Linked DNA regions of Mus musculus: region 2 is linked to region 1. A link is a contact called in public targeted proximity ligation data. All regions are on one chromosome and are shown on one strand. The core of a region is the stretch at or near the end of the contact, and the rest is flanking DNA. Distances in the headings are between cores, read along the strand shown.

Evidence for each region.
Region 2: a contact with region 1 is called in a targeted proximity ligation map of embryonic fibroblasts, with 13 read pairs. A contact is called at or near these places in 1 of 39 promoter capture datasets (liver), 4 of 484 Hi-C or Micro-C datasets (bone marrow-derived macrophages, embryonic fibroblasts, embryonic stem cells and 1 more) and 8 of 130 datasets of targeted methods (the NIH/3T3 cell line, SST interneurons, bone marrow-derived dendritic cells and 4 more).

Annotation. Positions count from the first base shown.
Region 1 is chr15:58,191,653-58,197,542 of GRCm38.p6, reverse strand. Fbxo32 (F-box protein 32) reads left to right here. Exons shown (of 9, transcript NM_026346.3): 5 at 5,179-5,272. Among named protein-coding and RNA genes, the nearest start is that of Fbxo32, 20 kb to the left of the region's middle.
Region 2 is chr15:58,376,540-58,382,173 of GRCm38.p6, reverse strand. The region is part of intron 1 of Anxa13 (annexin A13); the gene reads left to right. Among named protein-coding and RNA genes, the nearest start is that of Anxa13, 9.9 kb to the left of the region's middle.

The DNA.
Region 1 (5,890 bases), core at 1,768-4,267:
AGGAACCTGGGGATTTTCCCACATGCAGAGGAAAGGCATCTGAGGATTTTGAGTAGGGAAGTGACATATTGTTTAAAACATGAGTGCTAGGCTAGCAAGATGGTTCAGCTGGTAAGGCACTTGTCACCAAGCCTGATGAATCCAGTTCGGGAGCCGACATATAGGTAAAAATGAACCAAACCAACTCTCGCATGGTATTCTTTCATGTCTACTCCCATATGATGTGTGTGTGTGTGTGTGTGTGTGTGTGTGTGTGTGTGTGTGTGTGTGTGTTAATAAATGTAAGTGCTATACAGATGAATTGCAGAGGAAACCTGTTTTTCAGTAAAGAATGATAGGAGGGAAATTGCTTTTGCCGAGTGACTCTCCAAACATCACACCAAACTCTGCGTGATATGCCCGAGATTTGCTACATAGTTTCGCTCGCTGTTGGGGTAACAGCGTGCAACTAGACTTTTCTCCAAATCCATCATCTCCAAAACCAGCATGAGCCGGGGCTGAAGGGCAGGATGTGGTTTGGACATGTCGCCACCACCTCCTCCCTCCAGTAGAAAAGCTTCATGCCTTCATTGCACAGTGACACCCTGCACGCAATGGCAGATCCCCACACTGCCCACTCACAATGACACCATGGCCCCCAGGGGCAGCCTCGAGCATGACTCCCTGTTCCCCTACACCTCTGCCTCTCCTTCAGCACAGCCACAAATTACTGGCACCTGAGCTAAAATTTGCCCAGCAGCAAACAGCTACTTCCAAACAAGACATTTTCCTCTACTCCTTTCCTTGTGGCTAAGGGCAAAGGATGTAGTTGGCTCAGTCCTCTTGGTAAACAAATTACTGGATACAAATCCACTCTCTGGGGCAAACAGCTCTCTTAGCAACAGAAATGGTAGACAGATTCAGCCCTTCATCGTTAATATCACATGACATTATCTGCTGGTTCTTAGCAGTAGAGTTGTATTGGAGTAAGAGGTAGACTCCTTAGGTAACCCAAAACCATTGCCTCTTCCTAAATATGTTCATAATATTGTTCTGGACATTATTTCGCCTCAGCGTGGAAGCTGGTCACCAGTCATAGCACACTGTTGATATAAGATTTCCAGATTCTTTGCAGATGATAATAAGTCATGACGTTGCTGCAATTGTTAGAATAAAAGTTGGCCCTATGTGGCAAATTATTGATCCTCCAAATACGTATTCTCAGTTAGACATATCTGAACTTGAGTCTTAACTCACTGATTTCCTGCTGCAGCTTAACTGCTCTGAGCCTTAGTGTCTTCATTTGTCAAATGGGAAACTTAACCTCTTTGTCCATTGAAAATTGAGACCAGACAGATGAACTGTGTGGCACCATCTCTGCACACAGTAAATATCCATCGTTTTTAGCAAAATACGGCTTCATGGTTGAAGCATCTCTGCAAGTCATGACGTGTATCAACAGAGAGCTACTAAATGCACCACAAATATAATAGCGATGTCAGAGGAATGTTAAAGTCTGAGTGCATCCAGTTGACAACACATACAGTTGAAATATAGTCTTTAAACAAGCTATATTTTACCTTAGTACTTCCCTATGTTCTGCCTGGCAATAATTTTACCTAGCTGTCTTTTCTGTATTATGATAAAACACTGTGATAACGCTAAGTATGTTCTTGGTACCTGGCACTTTGTGAGGGCTTGATGATCTATTTGATCTTCACAACAATTCTTAAGGAAGTGGTATCATTATACAAAATTTATAGATAGGAAAAACTGAAGCCAGTAGTTTGACTCTGGGACCTTCACTTATACTCTCTATGATATATATTGCAAGGGACCCCAGGACCACATCTGGCCCTGCATTTATTTTTATAAATAAAGTTTTATTGTTACACACAAGTGTACACATTGATTTTCATATTGTCTAGGGTTGCTTTTGTGCTACAACAGCAGGTCATTTTCAGTGTAAAGACTGTATGACCCACAAACCTTGAAGCAGTTACTACTTGGGGGCCAGGTATGGTGGTGCATTCCTTTAACCCTAGCCCCAGGGGAGGCAGAAGCAAGGGGATCTCTTTGAGTTTGAGCCAGCCTGGTCTACAGTGTGAGTTCCAGGACATCCAGGGCTATTACACAGAGAAACCCTGCCTCAAAACAAAAAAAAAAAAAAAAAATCAAAAACCCAGTTCCTATTTGGCCCTGTAGAAAGTTTGCCTACTCCAGCTGTCAACCTTAAACTTCTTTAAGAGACTGGCACCGGGGAGAAGAGTAATTTTAATAGTGATCATAACACTTTATGTTTGCAACAGTAAGTTTTGGTTTTCTCAATATCTCACTTGATTCTCATTACAGTCCTAGAGGTAGTCTTTTGTTGTCGCTGGTTTGGTTTGTATTTCCTGTAGGTAGCCTTTTTATTGACATTTAGAAACCCCACAACAAGCTAGATGACTAGACAGTAAACTCCATGAGTCTGGGGATCGCGCGCTCTGCCCTTCCCTGTCATCTGTCTCAGTGCTACAACAGAGTGGACACAGAGATTCTTGCTAAATGAATGACGGTTGTAAAGGTCACCCAGACAGAGAATCCGATTCTCCTGTTCCAGGGCCCCACAGCTGCCTAGCAATGAAAGCGGGGACTTTCCCTGAAGATAGGGTGAAACAGAGATGAGATTACATGTCACCCTCCTGTCACTTGCCAGTGTGCTGCTCTATCCCTCTCCCTCCTCAGGTAACGAAGATAATAAGTTCAGCCCAAAGAGCTCTTTGCTGCTCCTAAACAGAGCCCGCAGAGCTTTCTTTGATGCACAGTCAGGGCCTGTTGCAGAGGCTTTTTATCTTTTTTTTTTTTTCCCTTGTGATGGGTGCCCTTTGAGATGGGATTAAGACTGACACTCTGGGGAGCAGTGGTCACATGGCACCCACGTTTTAGATGCATTTCTGGCTGATCGAAGGCTGGCCCCTGCCTCAGCTCCTACCCAAGGATGAGTCATGGTGCTCAGCCGCCTGCCCTGCAGGAGTAGGCTCCAGACTGCCAGGCTTTTGTTTTCTTTCATCTCGCTTTATGCTAGTCATGTGAGGCTCTGGGCATTAATAAACCATTGGCCTGGCCTTCTAGAGCCTGCTGCTGTTGCTCAGGGAGAAAATGAAAGGTTCGTGTTCTTTTTCCACTGTCATGTGCTGATTGGTGGCAGAACTGAACTAGGCGGGCACAGAGCCCTGCGGTCACTATGCATGGACAGAGCCTCCCCCACCCCACCCACCCCACATCCCCGGGCGTGTTTTGATGTCTACCCTGTCAGCATCACTCTTGTCAGCTCCTGACTTCTAAGTTTAGGTCTCCAGCACTAAGCACAATACAGCAGTGTCTCCTCCTCCTCCTCCTCCTCGTCCTCCAAGTCAGGAGGACACACCACCCCATGCCCATGTAAAAGATACCACATCTAGCATGAGGGCATTCAAGGCTTAGAACTTTTTGTTTCCAATTTAAAGTAAAATTATGTTCCAGGAACTAGGTCTGTCTGTGTTTGACAAGGGCCCAAAGGGCTCAATAAGGACAAATGTTTTAAATAAGGGCCTGGGACACGGAGGTGCTCTAAACCACCTAGGGCCATGGTTCTCCACCCTCATAATGCTGCAAACCTTTAATACAATTCCTCATCTTGTGGTGACCCTCAACCCATAGAATTATTTTCGTTGCTACTTCCTAACTGTAATTTTGTTACTGTTATGAATTGTAATGTAAACATTTTTGGAGATAGAGGGTTGCCACAGGGTCATCACCCATGGGTTGAGAACCGCTGATGTAGGGCATGGGTCCAAAGCGAATCCCCTGAAATCCGGCTTTTGTGTTCAGTTCTTATGTTCCCATTCAGTTGTGGTTTTGTAGTGCAGAGTTTTAGATTGTTCTGTTTCTTCCCTCTTCTGCCTTGATTCCAGTATCCAATATAGTATATACATAATACCAATACGGTATTATAATTTCTTTTCTTTTTGTTTGGCAATAATGGAAGTAGTAGAAATTAGCATAGGCCCTTGTCAAACAAACCAAACTTACCTGGCATCTAATTAACACCAGGCCCTTGGGTAGGGGTTCTGTGCATACTCTTTCATTGAAAGCTCACCACCTCAAAGACCCTGAATATTATTCATAGAAATGAAGAACCCAGATAGCAAAATGCATTTAGTGGCATGCCCTTAATCACAGAGCTAAGAATTTATCAAATCAAGACTCTATTGCATGGGCTGGTTGAGATAACTTAGCCAGTAAGAGTACTTGCTGCTTCTAGAGGACCCAGGCTTAGTTCTGACATCCATACGGTGGCTCACAACTGTCTGTAACTCCAGTTCCAGGGGATCCAATGTCCTCTTTTGGCCTCCATTAGCACAAGGCACAAACGTGGTATACTGACACACATAAAGCTTTCAAAAGAATTGTATCAAAGCTGACAGATACTAGGATTCTCCTTTGAGCCTCTGAGGAGAGAGAGGTAGACTCACTATACACCCTGTTTCTCTTCCTTAGCATCTTTCTATTAAAAAAAAAAGGTACCTGCAGCAAAGGAGTCTACTAATCAGGCAAGTTTCTTGAACATGAGAAGCAGGTACTGTCTAAAAAAGACTCATCCCTTCCTTGGGACATGCACATGGTCACCAAACATGAACCCGAATGTGTCCTGAGAGCAGTCGGTGCCAGTGGACAGAGGTTCAGGTCAGGACAAGAACAGATCCCCTTGGGGTGATTATGCAGAGCTCTGGTGTTCACAGGTCATGAGAGGTTCTGTTCCCTTTGGAATAGTGTCAGCTCTCCTTTCTGAAGTGGGCCAAATACAATGGATCAGCCCTGGCTGAAGCCCAAACCCTTTATATATAGAAGAAAAAAAGGAAAGCAATTAAATATTCAGCCTGACTCCTGGTTTTGAATTACCCCCATTTGTCTTTCACTCTGAGCATCTGCCTTTTATTGCCTCTCTGAGCATCTGCCTTTTATTGCCTAGTGGCCTCTCTCTCTCTCTCTCTCTCTCTCTCTCTCTCTCTCTCTCTCTCTCTCTTTCTCTCTCTCTCTCTCTCTCTCTCTCTTTCTCCTCCCCACCCCCATCTGTCTGTATCTGCATGTCATGTGACTCAAAAGTGAAGATTAGGTTTAAAAAAAAAAAAGAAATCTCTGTAGTCTAAGCCTGGCAACTTCTATTTTTATCCACAGCTGTTGGAGCTGATAGCAAAGTCACAGCTCACATCCCTGAGTGGCATCGCCCAAAAGAACTTCATGAACATTTTGGAAAAAGTGGTACTGAAAGGTGAGCACCCCACACACACCTCAGCCCTTTTCCTAGGTGTGGGAATAGGCAGGTGGGTTGTCTCATCACGTAGCATGTCACTAGGTTTAAAGGAGTATAAGCCTAGAGAAGTGAGTCATGGCGGCTGAAGTCAGGAGTACCTGCTTCCAGCTCAGAAAAGATGTGCCATCCATGCCCTTGGCAAAGACCAAGCACACTGCCCCTTGTCATTTCTTTAGGGTCATATGTTTTCCCTGCTTCAAGTTTGACTGGCTTCTCAATGAGGACACAAACCCTGCCCTTCATGGTGGAGTTTCTATAGCCCCAGGAAATGGAGCTGTGTGCAAAGCAGAATCCAGGCATAGACTGTTTGAACTGGAGGGGACCTTAAGACCTCTGGGTCAGCTGAGTCATTTCAGACATAGGGGAACTGAGGCACATGAGAAATGATTGTCTAGAGAAGTGACAGACAAGGTTAAAACCCAACCATCTGAACCCCCAAAATGCAGTCTTCTACTCATCTAAAAAGATGCTATCTGCTGAACAAAAAAACCCCCACCACTTTCTGATCAGGTGGACACTTGGCACTGGTGGAGCAATAGAAACAGAAAAGAGTTCTTTAGAAACCCGGGAGAAGGG
Region 2 (5,634 bases), core at 1,779-4,278, 180 kb before region 1:
TGCCCTTGTTGATGTACCTCCTCCATCAAGGCCACACCCCCAAGCATCTGCCAACAGCACTACTGTCTTAGTTAGGGTTTGCATTGCTGTGAAAAAAACACCATGACCAAGCCAACTCTTATAAGGACATCATTTAATTGGGGCTGGTTTACAGATGCAGAGGTTCAGTCCATTATAATCAAGGTGGGAGCATCACAGCATCCATGGTGCAGGAGGAGCTGAGAGTTCTACACCTTCATCTGGAAGCTGCTAGGAGAAGACTGGCCTCCAGGAAGCTAGGATGAGGGTCTTAAAGCCCACACCCACAGTGACACACCTATTCCAACAAGGCCACACCTACTCCAACATAGCCATACCTCCAAATAGTGCCACTCCTTGGGCCAAGCATACTCAAACCACCACATATATATATACCTACATATGTACACCTCCTCATGACACAAAAGAGACTCACGACAGACATGGTCAAAGCCACAAGCAAGAAGGAAGAGGAGAGAGGAAAATATGCCTTTCTTCTCGTGTAGCCCTCTCCCACATGAGGAAAATCTTCTAGAAAAGTTCCAAGCAGCCTGTCTCATGAGGCAGACTGGTGGGTAAAGGGAGACTGGAGAGCTGTGAGTCGTCCTTTGTCCCTGGGACAAAGTAAATCTTCCATTTACACAGGGGGCAAATGTTGGGTCAGAAGAAGAGGTGATTCCAAGCTGTTGGAAATGGTGTGATGACAGACAAAGCAAGCTGGTGAAAGGAGGCCTGGCCATACAGCTCCAACCTAGGCAAACAGGGTCTGCTCCTAGAGATCATGAATATTGGCTCTAACACATACATACATACGTACATACACACACACACACACAGAGAGAGAGAGAGAGAGAGAGAGTCAGACAGACAGAGACAGAAAGAGACAGAGACAGAGAGACAGAAAGACACAGAGAGATAGAGACAGAGAGACAGAGACACAGATCAGGATCAAAATATACAGGCTCCCAAGTCCTTCATATAAAACTGCTTAACATTTTTTATGTAACATATGCACATCCTAGACACTAAATCATGTCTAGACTAGTGGCTCTATAGCACTGCATTATATATGCAATGTAAATGGATATTTCACTCTACTGTTCCCAAATGAAAGATGATTAAAAAAAAACTCTACATGTGCTGGACAGATGCAATTATTTTCCAGATAGTTAGTTATCTGTGGTTGCTTGAATCTGAAGAAGCAAAGCCAATGGACCCAAAGGCTGTACGTTATCTTCTTTCACCATTCATGTATAAAATACCAGAGAGGGATGGAGAGAGAGTTCAGTGCCCAGGAGTGCTTACTGAGCCTTTGGGAACAGAGCCATTGCCTTACCGTCGCTGATTTCTTCAAACTGTGGTTTTCACTGATATCATGTCTGATGCCCCCCATCACTCATAGTAACTTTCAGATGACTAGGGGATAATAAAGACTTGAAGAACAGACACGGGAGTGGAATCTGGGTAGTTATAGTGTCGGGGGTGGTTAAAAACACAAAGGGGAATTTTAAAGAAAAGAATTACTAGGCTTGGAGCCAATGCACATTAAAGTCTCTTACCAGGGGAAGAATAACTCTCATTGTTTCGCTGAAGAGCATTCAGATGTTTCGCCTTGCTTCCTTTCTAGCGAATCCGAACATGTCCACACTCTGTTGTTTAGGTCTCACTGTACAGCATGTGTAACAGACACCACAATCATTTGACCCGGCCCCAGTATTTTCTTTCTTCAATTCTGTCTGCTCACTTATCTTTGATCCTGGAGATTTCTAGAATACACCATATACATACATACATACATACATACATACATACATACATACATACATACATATTCTGATAGGAAATGAATCCCAAGTTTTCACCCTGGGTGACTTGGCTAAAGACAGCCTTTGGCAATATAAGAAGGAAATGGATCATTCTTTTCTAATGAAAACATGCTTCATTTGTCTTAACGCCCTGAAGACATGGCTGCTGTCACCACTGAGAAATTCCCTTCATCTCCCAGCAGCCACCATGCCCTCAATGCTTGGTGCAGTACAGTGGTAACTGGATACCTGGAAGCTTCATGCTCTTCCAAGGTCTCTGGCTACCAGAGCACTCTGTGGACAACCCTTGACTAGAACTTTCATTTTCTCTATAACACAAATTTTGTTTCCCGATAATTAATGCTATTTCCCTTTTTTAACAGACCAGCAGTTCTCAACCTGTGGGTCTCGACCCCTTGGGGGGGTCGAGTGACCTTTTCACAGAGTCACCTAAGACCACTGGAAAACCTAGATATTTACACTACAATTCATAACAGTAGCAAAATCACGGTTATGGAGCAGCAATAAAAATAACTTTTTAAAGAATTAATTATTTTATGTATATGTGTACACAGTAGCTGTCTTCAGACACACCAGAAGAGGGCCTTGGATCCCATTATAGATGGTTGTGAGCCGCCATGTGGTTGCTGGGAACTGAACTCAAGACCTCTGGAAGAGCAGTCAGTGTTCTTAACTGCTGATTCATCTCACCAGCCCCCAACAAGGATAACTTTATGGTTGGGGGTCACCATAAGCTGAAGAACTGTAATAAAGGTTTGCAGCATTAAGAAGGTTGAGAACCATTGTATTAAATTAGACACTCCATGTTCTTGGGCCCAACATAGCACTAAAAGACCCTAATATGGGCCAAATGAGAGCTGTCACATAGCTGTGACACCCTGCCATGCCGGCTGTGGTGTCCTCAATGTCAGGATGCAGACAACAGAACCGGAGGCAACAGGTTCTATCTCACTCAGCTTCTCGCTCAGGGTCTGTACTCAGCTCCATTTTTTTTTTATTTCCACATTACTGTATCCTATTACTCATCGTTCAGATTTATGCTCAGAAAGGCACAGCCTGCTTTTAATCCTCCCTTTTATGGAAGCCCAGTTATTTCTTTTAGTGCCTGGAGATCTTTGCCTTGGTCAGAACCCACGCGCCGGCTCACCACTAGAAACTCAGCCTCACACCACCTTCTAAAGGAATGTGTTGACGACATCATGAAATGCACAGGCTGTCTAGACCCTGGGCACGTAGGGCCTTGGTACTATTGACATTAGGGCTCAGGTAGCGCTTTGTCATGAGGGGTTTTCTATGTGCTGAAGGGTGTTTAGTAATCCATGGCTTCTATCCTTGGCTATAAGAGTAAATGTTTCCAGGCAATATTTCCCAGAAGGAGAAATCACTCCTGGTTAGTTAAGATCCAGTGCATTTATCACACACCTATGGGAGAGCGAGACCATGGGCAGATGTCCCCATAAAGCCTTCAGCTCTCCAGACCTGCACCTACGTCTCATCTGTTGCCTTCCCCCTTCACATTGACCCTTGGCCTCCTGAGGAGGGCATCAGCAGCCCTGAGAGGCAGCAGTTTTTCTGTGTTAGTGATTTATGGTGGCCAGGGGAGGGAGACCTCCCTGCACAGCCAGTGACATAGCTGACTGCTAGGCTATAGGTGTCCTGAGAAGAGTGACACTGTAGGGAAAGATACTGCTGTGATCACTCATGAGTCATTTACACACCTCTTCTGCTTGGCTGGAACCCACTGAAGGCTGCCTGGCTATATCCCTGCTCAGTGGCCACACATCTGAATATTTACTGCCACCTCAGGGACAGTGAACAATACCTACCGCTTCAAGGTGCTGGCTGTTGAAGTCTTAGGTCAGGCTTCCTTGCCTCTGGCTGAGTCCACAGTCACCTTTGATAGATAAATGTCACATCAACACATACAACCTAAGAACACTTGTCTCTATAGAAAATATCCTAACTATGCCAATTGGCATTAAAAGGTACCAAAAATGCACCCATTTAATCCCAGCAACCAGAAGGCAGAGACAGGAGGATTTGTGAGTTTGAGGCCAGCCTGGTCTACATGGTGATTTTTAGGACAGCCAACTACACAGAGAGGCTCTGTCTCAAAAAAAAAAAAATCAATTAAAAAAAATGGTACCAACATATAGAATAGATGTAAAAGAAAGGTTATTTCTAATATAAGTTTTACTCATTTATCAAAGCAGTCAGTATATGTAAATCTGCATGTCAGGTTCTGATCCAAGTGGATGTCTTTTTCTTTTCTTCTTTCTCTTTTGCATGTGTTTGAGTGTGTAGTGTGTGTGTGTGGTATATGTGTGTACATGCACGTGTGTGGAGGTTGGAGCTAACATCAGGGCTTCTCCTCAAATGCTCTCCACCCTGTGCAGTAGAGGCACAAGTAAACCCGGAGCTTGCCAGTTCCAGCTCATGTACCTCCTTGGATTGCTCCAGCCCTGGAGTCATAGGAGGACCGCGTCACCTATGATGTACTTACACACATGCTGGAAATCATCACTTAATAATCATAGTGCCACTTCAAAACTGCATCCCGAAAGCCGGAGCCATGGCAACACACGGCTCTGTCACACTTCCAACACCCCTACATGGACAGAGCTCTGGCTGCCATACCCACTCCCCAGAACTCTCTGATCCGTCCCAAGATAATAAATGTCATGGGTACCAATGGCAAGAGCACCGAGACTGGGGAAAGCTCTGCACTTGGCTGGTGTGATCAATGAGAATCCCAGTGGAAATAAAGTTATAATCACAGAGTAGAATACCAAATATTCCTGGAAGATTCAAACTGTACTTAAATGTGCCCAACAGAATGAATATATATATATATATATCTTTCCATTTAGTAGTCTTAGCATTTGTGTTTGCCATCCACACACTTAAGTGCATTTTATTAAATAAAACAAAGCTTTTCATCAGATTGATTAGCCATAGGAAACCATGACCAAGAAACAATCAACTTAATGAAACCAACATGTGCTTAAAATGCAAATGGCCCCGATTGTTTCAGGTTGTCTGTCAGTCTCTACTACCCGTGTCGGTGGAGATGTCCTGAGGATATTTTCTGGCTCTGATTCCATGAACTTTAACTGCAATAATTTGTGTACAAATGACTAGCTACTTAGAGACAGGAGATCATTATTCTAACAGGGACAGGGATCTCTTCCATGAGTAAGTGGTGACCAGAGGCAGGTGACTTAATCACTAGACTGTAGTTTCTTTACCTGGGAAAGGACAGTATTAGAAACAGCATCCTAAGGTTCAAGCTTAAATACAACCTTTGTGATGTTGGCAGGATGCACATGTCACCCGATCTTCTAACTGTTCTAATCACCATCTTTAAATCTGTTTGGTTATATATATATTTTTTTGCATCAGTGAACTTATCTTAAGAGGAAACTCCAGATTAGCACCATGAACGGTGAACTAGTATCAGTGTATATGCAAGAAGGTGAAAACAGAAAACAGTATCAAATTCTAAGTCTGCTGTCGCCCGCTAAAGGCTCTGATCCTGGCACCTGCTCTCGGATTTTAAAGTGAGAGAGGAAAATAGTTTGCATGGACAGAATAGAAATTGACACGGTAAATATCTGAGGCCTTGGGGGCCAGTATGAAATTACTTACATCCTGTTATCATACAGAAGTAGCCATGGACCAGACATAACTGGGTAGACTGAGTGTCACAACTTTATTTCCAAGCACACATGATGGGAGGGGGTGGCTCTCAGCTTATGATGTCCGGTCTGTAGGTTAAAAAGTGTGAAAC